Linked DNA regions of Zea mays: region 1 is linked to region 2. The links are chromatin contacts, called in public Hi-C maps. All regions are on one chromosome and are shown on one strand. Each heading gives the region's core, a stretch centred on a gene start, on an enhancer-like site or on the middle of the called end of the contact. The rest is flanking DNA. Distances are from core to core; before and after follow the strand shown.

Evidence for each region. A called contact is a pair of places that touch in the nucleus more often than the background predicts.
Region 1: a Hi-C map of leaf shows a contact between it and region 2, with 4 times the contacts expected there. The contact joins the promoter of LOC103645796 here to the promoter of LOC100281830 in region 2. A contact is called at or near these places in 2 of 25 Hi-C or Micro-C datasets (both in leaf).

Annotation. Positions count from the first base shown.
Region 1 is chr2:3,327,569-3,333,377 of Zm-B73-REFERENCE-NAM-5.0, reverse strand. LOC103645796 (kinesin-like protein KIN-14I) reads right to left here and starts at 2,967. Exons shown (of 23, transcript XM_020548072.2): 1 at 2,181-2,967; 2 at 1,651-1,723; 3 at 528-659; 4 at 1-226. The coding sequence starts at 2,356.
Region 2 is chr2:3,058,506-3,064,112 of Zm-B73-REFERENCE-NAM-5.0, reverse strand. LOC100281830 (ubiquitin-conjugating enzyme E2-17 kDa) reads right to left here and starts at 1,629. Exons shown (of 5, transcript NM_001154750.1): 1 at 1,505-1,629; 2 at 1,333-1,412; 3 at 1-96. The coding sequence starts at 1,402. It overlaps LOC103648337 (serine carboxypeptidase-like 51), which reads right to left. Exons shown (of 4, transcript XM_020549417.1): 4 at 5,527-5,607.

The DNA of each region.
Region 1 (5,809 bases), core at 1,718-4,217, 270 kb before region 2:
CAGGATTGTTACGTGTTTGTTTTGAAATCTGTGCAAAGAGTTCATCTCGAAGTTCAGAACGCTTTAACGTATGCTTGTAGAGCTTCTCAACAAATTCTATTCTCTCCTCCAAACTAATTATTGCTGGTGAATCGATGCCCATGTACTTTAGTATGACATGGAACAACTTAATCGAGCGGCTTACAAGGTCATTGCTTATCTTTAGTAATGAAGTTGGAATAGAATCCTGCAGGAGATAAAAAGAATCAACAAATTAGCAGAACAAAATGATAGATGTGATTTAATGTGAGATATTGACCTTAAGCTTTACCATAGAAGTTTAGAAGAAAGATAAGTTGAAACAAGTGCAGCAGTGTAACTTCACAAGCCAGACCCAGTGCCCGGGGACTACTGGGGTCTAGGGAAAGGATAAACCGAGGCAAGCCTTCCTCCCACAGATATGGAGAGGCTGCTAGCTCTCACCACCGCACCAAGCCTGCCCTTCAGCAGCGTAACTTCACAAATGGAATGAAATTTGAGAGCATCACCTTTTGAAAGCACAGCATATCTTCCAAAGTGAACTTCTCGCGAGTTTGTGGCCCAACAGACTTTTTAGAAAAAAATCCACGTTTTCCAGCTGAATGAATCTGCTTTTGCATTGCTTTGAGAAAACCCTCGACCTGTTATTTTCAAGCACTGGTATCAGAGTGGGAATCAGAGCATTTCTTACAATATCAAATTCGATAACTGTACTTTATAGAACCCTAATGGACATTTTGGTTAGCCTGCATGATGCTTACGGTATCTGCTGGTATTCCCTAATTGAATTTCCTTGTCTCTAATGCCAGTAACAATGATAAATGATGGTAAATTAACCAATTGAATGGTAAGAGTATACAGGGTACAGTTTTCGTATTTTTGTGCATGTAGAAGAGAATGTAACGCTTAACCTTGAATGTGGTGCTGATTGTTCTTACTTTCCATTCACCTCTCAATATCTAAAGAACATTATGTAGAGATTATGTAGGACTAATCGACATTATGCTTGTTACAGTCTATTTGAATTGTAACATAGTGATGTATAGTTTCCTTATGATAGGATTAGAGCTCCTATCAGAGAGACTGCACATATTGTAGGGATGAGGCGTTGCGGGCTGGCGCAGGGGCGCCGTGGCCGTGCTGTTCTTCGGCGGACGCTGGACAACGGCTTTGGCAGAAGAAAACACGTCTGCTTCCTTTGGAGGAAGTACACTAAATAGTTTTCTGCTTAATTCATATAGAGTGGTGCTTACAAGTATTTATACTCCCTTCTAGTCCTTATCTAAAGAGATCAAATCTGAGATCTCCTCTTTTCTCTCTAACAAATCTTATCTCCTTAATATTCTAATCCTTATCTAACTAATCTGCATGCCTATTATTGGCCGCCGCCTCTGCTGTTGTCCGGCGCCTGTAGTGGCGGCCGGTCATAACACCCTACCTCGTTTTTGTTTCCACCAAACTGACAACTAGGGGTACCTTTCGACTTTCGTGCAAACCATAAACAAGAATAATGCATTTGTCTCGATGCTAAAGTTAAAAAATTCCAAATCAACCAGTGTTGGATATTCTTTCATTTCAAAAAAAAAAAAGTGATCGCATTGGTAAGGATGCTACAACGTAGTAGTCACGTACCTGAAATCGATCAATTAATGGAATAGCTCCAGCAAGCTCAGGAGGTATGGACATTGACAAAGTTGACGGTGTACTGCAAAAACAGTAAGCCCAGATAGTAGATATGAATCACATCCGACCTTGGCACACGAATGTGGCAGTGGCACAGAAGAAAACAATGTACGCTGTGTGGTGTCTTCGCTACAAAACAACTAGCACAAAAATTGGTACCTGACGCACTTAACAAGTAGGGTTGGTAGGCCATGGATTACGAGCACAGCACACATAGCCAATTATAGCAACATTAACACGATACAGCAATTAAACAAATTACAAATCCTAGCCATCAGCCCGACTTTTTCCCCCAACTTTACACTAGGCAGGCAGGGAACTCTTTTGGCAATCATCGTACGCAGAGCCATCCGAACCGGTAATTAAAGTTGACTAAAGTTCAACTCACGGGCAATTATAGCACAGCATGAAATCAACTCGGAAGTTCCCGAAGCAGCGGCAGGAGACGGCGAAGGAAATGGAGGGAGGTGGGGACTCACGGGGGCGCGAAGCTGTAGCCGTCGCTGTCGTACCCGTCGGCGGCGGCGCCGTTGGCGGTGGAGGCCGCCGAGCCTTGCGGCGGCGTGGCGGCGGCGGCACCGCCGCCGTTGCTGATGCTGACGGAGGCGCCGTTCGGCGCCTGGTGCTGCGCGGGCCCCGCCCCGCCGGCCGCCATCTTCACGCGCTGTACTTCTCCTCCGCCTCCGCCTCCTCCTCCTCAGGAGCGAGCTACCGAGCTAGTAGTAGTAAAGCCTCCCCGAAGCCACAATCAACCTCAGGGCCATCGAGTCCTCGCGTCCAGCGGCAGCAGGTCACCGCCGAGCAGCAGGTCCGCAATCGCCATCACCGCCGCAAGCGTCGAAGCCAATCCCGCGACACGGCCTCAGATCGAAAACGCCACGGGGAGGCGGCGCCTGGAAGGTCCGAGCTCTGAGCTCCGGATACCGGGACCGCCCTCGAGTCGGCGCGGCGAGCGGGTGGACAAACGGAGCAAGCCCCCGGCAATGCGAGCGGTATAAGTAAGTCGGCTGTGAGTCCCGACAGGCGCACGGTCGGCGAGGAGAGGGAGGCTCGGACCAGGTCGCGGGCGCCTCGTCCGGCCGCGGCCGGCAGGACGAGATCCGGAGCCGAGGAGGGGGACGACGGGACGAGGTGTGGAGAGGGAGGGAGGAGAGAGGGCAGGCGGGCTCACGAGGGGGCGGTACTGCTATGGCGAGGCGGAGGCGGAGGCGGAAGGCTGCCGTACCAGCGGATTAAACAAAAACAGGCGCCGTGGGCCCCCCTTCCGTTCCGCTGTTGTTTTGCCCCCTCCCCGTGTCCTCCTTGCCGCGCAAGCGCTCATGATTTTTGGGAGGCCGGCCGCCGGCGTGGGCTGCTGGGTCTGGGAAGGAACGGATTAGTAGAATTTTTCAGCGAACGGTTAAAGAGATCTTCAACAGAAATTTTGGCTGGACGCTGATGAATAATCGCTTATGTTTCTAATGCCGAGCGCGTTGTTTTTTTGGTTATGTGATCTGGATGCTGAAAGGATGCTTGCCGGTGTTCAATTTCTGTTCTTTAGCTTGTCTGGTTTCTCTCAGGATTGTATTGGTCTGGTAGCTGTGGGCCCTTACCAATTTCTTGTTTGGGTGATTGGGAGTGTTTACATTCTGGTTAGAAGGTCTGTTTGGTTTCTGATCTCTACTATGATCCAAAACTGTTATGGATAGTTAGAGTATGACTGTTAGCTTGATGAGCTAAGTATTGTAATAAGTAGTATGTTCTGTTGGAGTCTGTTAAACTGTGGTCCTATTTCTTAATGAAATAGGGGGTATCCTTTGCTGTTAAAAAAATAACTTTGGGGATTAGAACTGGAATGACTAATGAGGCAGAACGGGGCCACGAGCGGAGGGCGGGGACCCGTCCGGCGGGTAGGCAGGCACAGGATGGTATGGGATTGGATGGGTCACGTGTTTGGTTAGAGGATAAACTAGGATGAAGTGGGGTCATTCGATTTTTTTGACCATACCATCACTAAAAATTACTTTGGTGTTTATCTTATTCGCGCGTGACTATCATTCAAACATTATAGAAAATGTGGATGTCCTTCTGTCGTGGTTTCGGAAACCGGCGGACAATAACATTTGTGTTCGGCAGGTCGGCAGGGGTGCTAGCGTGGACTCGCTCTAAATGGTGAGCCACGAGGGCTCGAAGGTGGATCTGATACGGGGTTATACTGATTCATGCTAGAGCCATAGTACAGTGTAGTGTTGATTATAGTATTGTTTTAGTATTGCTTGAAGCGTTTTACAATTTGTTCTAGGTCCGCCTTGACCCAAGGCCTATGTAGAATGTAGTTGCGCTCGGGGGTTAGGAGCCCAAGACAATTCATTGAACTAAGATAAATTTTTAGAGAATTGTTGGCTATATTCCGGGTACTTTATACTAATTGTACACGGGTAGGGTTTAATAAGTACGTACTCGTACCTGTTAGTTTCTCTTTTTCTCCTATTAACAGACCCGTGAGTATAAGTCCTCTAATGGAGTAATTATCCACCGTGTACCGCGTAATGGGTCCTCATTGCCATATTTACTGGGTACCTTACCCACTAATCCATAGTCGTCCATTAGACATGGCTAGGGATGGCAATTGGGCGGGTAGTATACGGATATATAGTTCGTAAATCTATATACGCGAGACAAAACTTAACCTATACCTGTATGCATAAACGTTCGTGGGTATGAATCTGTACCCGTACCCTATACTACAATTTTAGCATTCAACACCAAACAACAATTTTATCACATTTCAAAATAATTATCATTATACCAGCATCAAATGATAATTTTAGCACCAAACAACATATCATAGATAAAAATTGAAAAATAAGAATTTATGATAATATATTAAATCCGGATGGCTCATATGTCATATATCTATTAAATAACTAGTATGGATATACCTACGAAAAAACTATCCACAGAACATACTTTATTATAATAATAATCGTACACATGGTTCCGGATACCAAATTCTATCATGCTTATAACCAGTAGATAATTATTCACGGTTATTTATTTATACTCGTACCCATTGCCATGATTAGCCATGGCCGGCTGGCCGCATGAGGCATGGCATGCACGACAGGACGATAGAGAGAGGGGGTACGTACGTACGGTGGCACCAACCGCCGGCGTCCACGGTCCCGGTCGGCATTATTCCAGATTCCAACGGAACAGGGCGTGTCAGGTTGGATTTGTTCGCGCTATCCTAGTCCTACTGTACCTAGACGATGGGCCCCTCATATACATCTGGACCGGACCCTTTCATGTCGCCACGACGAAACGCGTATGATTTCATGGCACACTGTTCGATTGTTAATAGAGACGGGCCACACGCGGTCTGTCGCACGGAACGACCACGGGTAAAAAAAAAAGAACAGGGGCCGCAGCGCACACAGCTTGCTTGCCCTGCTGTGCGTCGTCACGCAGATTCCATCCGTTTTGGATTTTTTTTGCCTGCGGTCACCACACGTGCTACGTATACGTGCAAAAGGGCAGTGCGAGGCGATACCATCGATAGCCAGGCTTGCGTACTACTACCGGGGCTCAGCCGGACCGACGCTGACCTCACCTAGTCAGTCACCTACTCACCTGGCTCTGCATTTTTTCTTCTTCTGAAACATAGAATACAGTGGGTTGGGCGCCGGTCTGCCGCTGAACGCTGATCCACCATTCGGTCGAGGTCGGCCCGCCCGCCACCCCGTGCTTGGACTCCCGTCCACCGCAGGTCGCACAGCCCAAATCGCTCGCTCGCTCGCCGCCGCGTCGGTATCGTGTGCGGGTCGCGTCGGTATCGTGTGCGGCGATTATTTTCATACAGTATTTTTATTTAAAAAAACGTGCACGATCCTATGGCTATGTGCACATGCGGTGGGCAGACGACAAGGCGTAATCGAGTCAATTACGGCACGAACAACATTTATGTTACAAACACAAGAGAAAATTATACTTTGGCCATTCGTCTCGTGATAACAAATACAAATATATCAATTATCAAAAGACAATAAGACAAAAACCAAATCTAAAACAGTTACCAACCTTGTAATACAAATCATAACTCACAAGTCACAATTATTTTAGCTTAGTA
Region 2 (5,607 bases), core at 380-2,879:
AGTGAATGTTCACCAAGAATACCCCACCTGCAAATGGGCTGTCCGAAGGCCCCATGATGGTCGCTTGCCAATGGAACATGTCCTCACCAACAGGACCTGACAATTAAGAATAGTTAGTGCAACACACAGATAGGTGACTACAAATGTTAAGTAAAACAAATCGAGACTCAATGGTGGCTTTAGAATATGATTGGATCATATAGAACAAACATTTCAACAATACCAAGTTACCAACACATATGCAATATCCATATCAGACCAAATAAAAGACATCAGTATGCTTACAAAGTTATACATGAATAAAACAAATGTAAGGTGCATCACAACCTCAATGGACATCCTTGCTAACAAATCATGTCATGGGAAGACCCCTTGTGTTTATTTTAACTGACGGTTGATTCTACTATACATGAACCAAGTGGAGCCCAAAGTTTTAAAATTACTAACTAAAACCGAATAGATAAGATGCGACTTCAGCACTACTACAGATGAAAAGGCAGTTAGTTTGGAAGGTCAAGTAGTGTCCAGGAAGAATATCTTTCGGTATTTAGGATCAATGCTACTGAGAAGAGGAGACTAATGAAGATGTTAGCCATAAAACCGAAGCAGCATAAATGAAGCGGCTTCAAGCATATGGCATTCTATGTGACGAGGGTACCACAGAAGCTAAAAGACAAATTTAAAAACAACAACAATTAGACCTGCATGTTGTATGTACAGAATATTTGCCTGTGTTGCCTCAGATTTATGGCCATACAAGAAGAGATGAAAACCCAAAACGATACTATATATGATAGGCTAGTAATAGCACCGGTTGAAAAAAAAAAGGTTTGTTAACCAGTTAAGATGGTTTGGACATGTGCAGCGGAGATCTCTCTGGGTACATCATAATAGCATCATAAAAAGAGATAGTAATAGGAAGAGAGGCTGAAGTTAACATGAAAAGAGACAGTAAAAGAAGACTTAAAAGTAAAAAAGAAGACTTTAAAGTACAAAATATATGCATAGAAAATAGTTAAACGTGTCTGGACCTTGACTTGCTTATGTTAGATTTCAACTCAGTGCTGTGGAAGTGTGGAACATGTAGGCACAGCCAAGTAGTTCTGAATCAACCACGCAGAATATTAAAACAAACGTAATAAAATAACCACATCAGGGTACTCGAGAAAATTAGCATGCGACCGATACAATTAACTAGAGGTCTAACCGCATTAATCATAATCCGAGGACACAGACACCAACCTACAACTCAAGCACACACGGACGACGGGCGCATCGCAACACAATTCCGCAAGATCTGGACACAAACCAGAGCGCTAGAGAGTAAATCACCTGCGCTGCAGGAGGTGGGCGGGTCCTTCTGCAGGTCCTTCAACTCCTTCAGGATCCTCTTCGACGCCATCGATCAAACCCTAAACAAAATCCCCCAAAATCCACAGATCAAATCGAACCTAGGGTAGGGTTCCGTAGTTAGAGCCAATCGAATCGAGGGAGGTGGCCGTACCGATCGGTGCCGGGGGAGGCAGGCGGGGGTGGCGCGGGGTCGATGCAGCGGCCGCCTCTATCTCTTCTCCGAGGCGCGCGGCGGCGACGGAACGGGAGGAAGCGAGGAGTCGGGGGATTTGGGCCGGGTCCTAGATGTGCCCATGGGACACTTTAAAGGGCAACGGACGGATATGGGCCGTCCGATCACGGATCCGCCGGCGCCGACAACTCGCGTGATGCTTACGCGGGACGCGAACAGTGGGGGGTCTGCTTTTCCGGGTTTCTTTTGTGTGCGGAAGAGAAGGGGTGGAAAATCCCTTTTATTTATTTTATTTTATTTTTTATTAATAAAAGTGAGTGAGATTCTCTGCTCCTGCGGATGGCCACGTTAGTAGAAATAACTCCCACCGTCAGATTGCAATTTCACGGCTAGATCGCTCTGTCGCTCTCGTCTCGCAAGTTGCAGCGCCAAACCCTCCTCCAGAACCACCGACCTCCGACTCGCCTTTGGTCTTTGACAGCTCTTACTTCAAGTGAGTCTATAGCTTGCTTAATGAAGTAATTATAATTAATTAAGAGATGCTTTGTAACTACCTTTGTTATCTCATCTAGGCAGTTGAATGTCATTGGACACTAAGGTCCTATTTGGAAGAGCTTTATTTCAATAATTTCAAATCTATTTCAGCTTATTCTATCTAAACAGGTACAGCTCTACGAGCTCTAGTTAAAAAAAAAACTAAAACTAAAGATCAATTTTATGAAATTTTTGAAGCTTCTCAAAGGGTGCTAAAAAACATTGTTTTCATATATCCCCGTGAATTTGCACAAAAAATATCCACCATGTCATTGGTTACATTACTTACGGATTTAGATCTCTTTCTCCACCCACTAGTCATTAAGGGTAATTAAAAAAAAATCATAAAAATTAATTATACTATAGAAGCTATAGTCTATGTGCAAGTCAAATACTCTTGAACCCCGCCTCACCAATCTATTGAAATTGTTTCACTGTGAAACTGTAAAACTGAAGCTACAATTTTTAAAGTGAAACCCTCCCGGACCTAATTATTTATCCGATATTTTTATTGGGAACTTGTGAGTGGTGACGAGGGCCTTCTTCAGCTCCCAAGTGAGAAATATGTTGCGGTATGCCTCCAGTTCAATGCATCTAGAGTTTGGAGACATGTAAGAGAATGCTAATTGTTGGTCTCATTATAGGATGAGAAGGCTTTCATTGATGACTACACGGAGGCACATCTCAAGCTCTGTGGAAGTGCAAAGCTGTATGCTTCTCGGTCATTTTTTTATATAAATAATGGACTTAACAGAGGTGCTGTAGAAAATAGATGCTCTTCCTGGCTGATCTTGCACCTGCTTGACAGCATCGAGACATGCATCTCTTGCTTTACTAAGTTCCAGGCCCTGACTGCAGGAAATGGCTTTTTTGATTAATGTAGGTGTACTATCCCGAGAATATGAACACTCCAGAGATGCAATATTTGAGGCCAGTATGCAGTAGTCGAGCCTGTTCATATATTATTGTTCCTATTTTCTAATCAGGGCCTTTTTGCTAATAGTTTATAATGAGTAATTCTAACTAGGCTGCTTCCAAATGTAGTCCATTGGCTAAGCCAAAAACTCAGTCAGTGATGAAAAGGAGGCAGCCAATTGCATCCCTGCATCCTGAATTGCCTTTCTACCTTCCACACATCGTCCATCCGTCCAGTTACTGCAGATTGTCAAATTGATGCCTCTATTACATTTTCACCGGATTTCTTATATTACATCTCCCATAAATTGATTTAAAAATACCCTAAAATTAAGTTTAGGATATAGAAGAACACTGCTACAATAAATTACATAAAACTTGTCTTCTATAAATTACGTATAGGTCTATAACTCTATAGTCGATTCCAGTATGTAATCCGAAACAATTTTAGGTAACTAGAGTTCAATAATCCAATAGCAAAATAGATGGTCAAAACTCTGCAAACTATATTTAACTAGAGACTAGGTCCAAGACCACCTTGCTAGACCTTAGTTTATTAGCAAGTCTGTTTCTTACGTTGCATAAAAGAGGCGTGGTTCACTTACCACCAATGACACATTTGTTCTCTCCAGCAATCATTCTCATCATAGAACTGAATACTCACTTTTATGTTACTTCTAAGGTTAGAAATCTCACTTTGGTTCTTTAGAAGAGGGGCCATCCTCATAAAAATATAATCTATCAAGAAGAGAGAGCTTGTAATATCGGACCACCTTGTCTGTAAGCTTTCTTGCATGTTTTACAAAACTTTAATACAGTCATATACTATAACTAGGTGGATACCCGTGCGTTGCAACGGAAACATATTGTCGGGATAGGGAACGTGGCTCCTACCAATTTGGTATCAAAGGTCTCGACGATCATGAGCTCTGTCGTTGCCCCCAGGCAGCAGCCACCGCCAGTATCAGACAGCCCCCAGCAACGTCCAACGCGCTAGTCGCAGCCCCTGCTTCGTCGGGAGCCATGATGCTTCGCCAATAATCCCCCAAATACCCAGCCTCCTTGTCGGGCAGCGCCACTGGAGGCATGGCGGCCCCGCAGCCAATGGCGGCCACATCTTCTAGGTGGAGTACGCTCTTGAGACCGTCCGCGGCATGAACACTGTTGTCCTCGACGTCGAGAAGAAGTCCACACCCAAGCTCGATTACTCCAGGTAGCAAACCCTCCGCCCCTCCTTTCTATCATCCGAGCAGATCTCGTGATCGTCATCCTCGCCCGACGCGGACAGAGGAGGTGCGGCGACACTACGAAGTGCTAGTGGATGAGAAGAGGGAGAATTGAGCTGATCTAGACGAGGAGGCCTAGGACGGGCTGTCTTAGCCCACACAAAACTTTAGTTTTTCTATATAAATGAACATTAGATATAATAGGTTTTAAAAATTGAGTGGGGCATGATCCACTTTGCCTCCCCTTGGTCAACTACTGGTTTTATTAAGAATAGAATTATACGATATAATTATGAGAGTCCTCATAACACAAGCTAAAAACGAATAAAGCTTTGTTCGATTGCATGGGGCGAAGGGGATCTAGCAAGGGATTCAATCTCCTTCGATCCTTTTCAATCCGCTCTTAATCGAACAAGCCTGACAATCCAAATAAATCTAGAATAATATAAAAAAGCAAGGAAAAGATGATCCTCAAACAAGCTGTCTAAGAAAATTAAAAAAGTGGACACGAGTTGTGTACAGAGAAAAAACTTATTGTAACATACATCCACCCAAACGAGACAAACTTCGGTCGCAAGGCATCTGCATGGGATGAGACCAACAACAACTAATTTATAATAGCAAAGAAATACGTACCATTTTAGATAGATAATGGAATATATTTCTCTAGCTAGTTACTCTATTCGGTGCCATAGATAAGAATGATTCTCTCTGTAGATGCCTTACTTTGATTATACGACTCAGAACAAAACTGAAATGTCGTACTTTGTTGGACGGAGATAGAAATACTTATGCTGCATTGGATCTGCTTTGAGCATTGTACCGATCTGTATAAGACAATTTAACACGGATAAATGCAAGCGAGCATCGTGATCCATTACATCATGATCTAAACATATGTCACATTTAACACTTAAATATTTCCACCAATTCGTATAGATTTATAAAGAAGCTACTAAAAAACTATAACTATATATACAATTAAATCATGATCAAACAGAATAGGATGCTCGTTTGCATGCTTGTACCTAAGGTCTAATTGCATATTAGTCGTTACCGATTAATACAAGGGATCAGAGGCAATGTAGGAAGGAGGCGAGATCGGGTCAGCTCAAGTGTTGAGTTGAGACAGCAGAAGGCACTGTCAATCAGATCATCATGTTGGAAATTCAGCTGCAAGCTCTACAGCGGTGCTACACAATAATATCTGCCGAATTAAATATCTGTTTGATCCTATCACTATCTTTTCCTTTGTGTTTGTTTATTGTTGCATGTATGAATGCTACCACCAATGATTTATTTTTCTCTGACTGTATGAAAAGATAGACTGGCTGACTGAATGAATGAAGTGCTACGGAACTTTAAAAGAGAAGAATCTTGAAGAACTGGTGTCAGGTCGTTCCATTC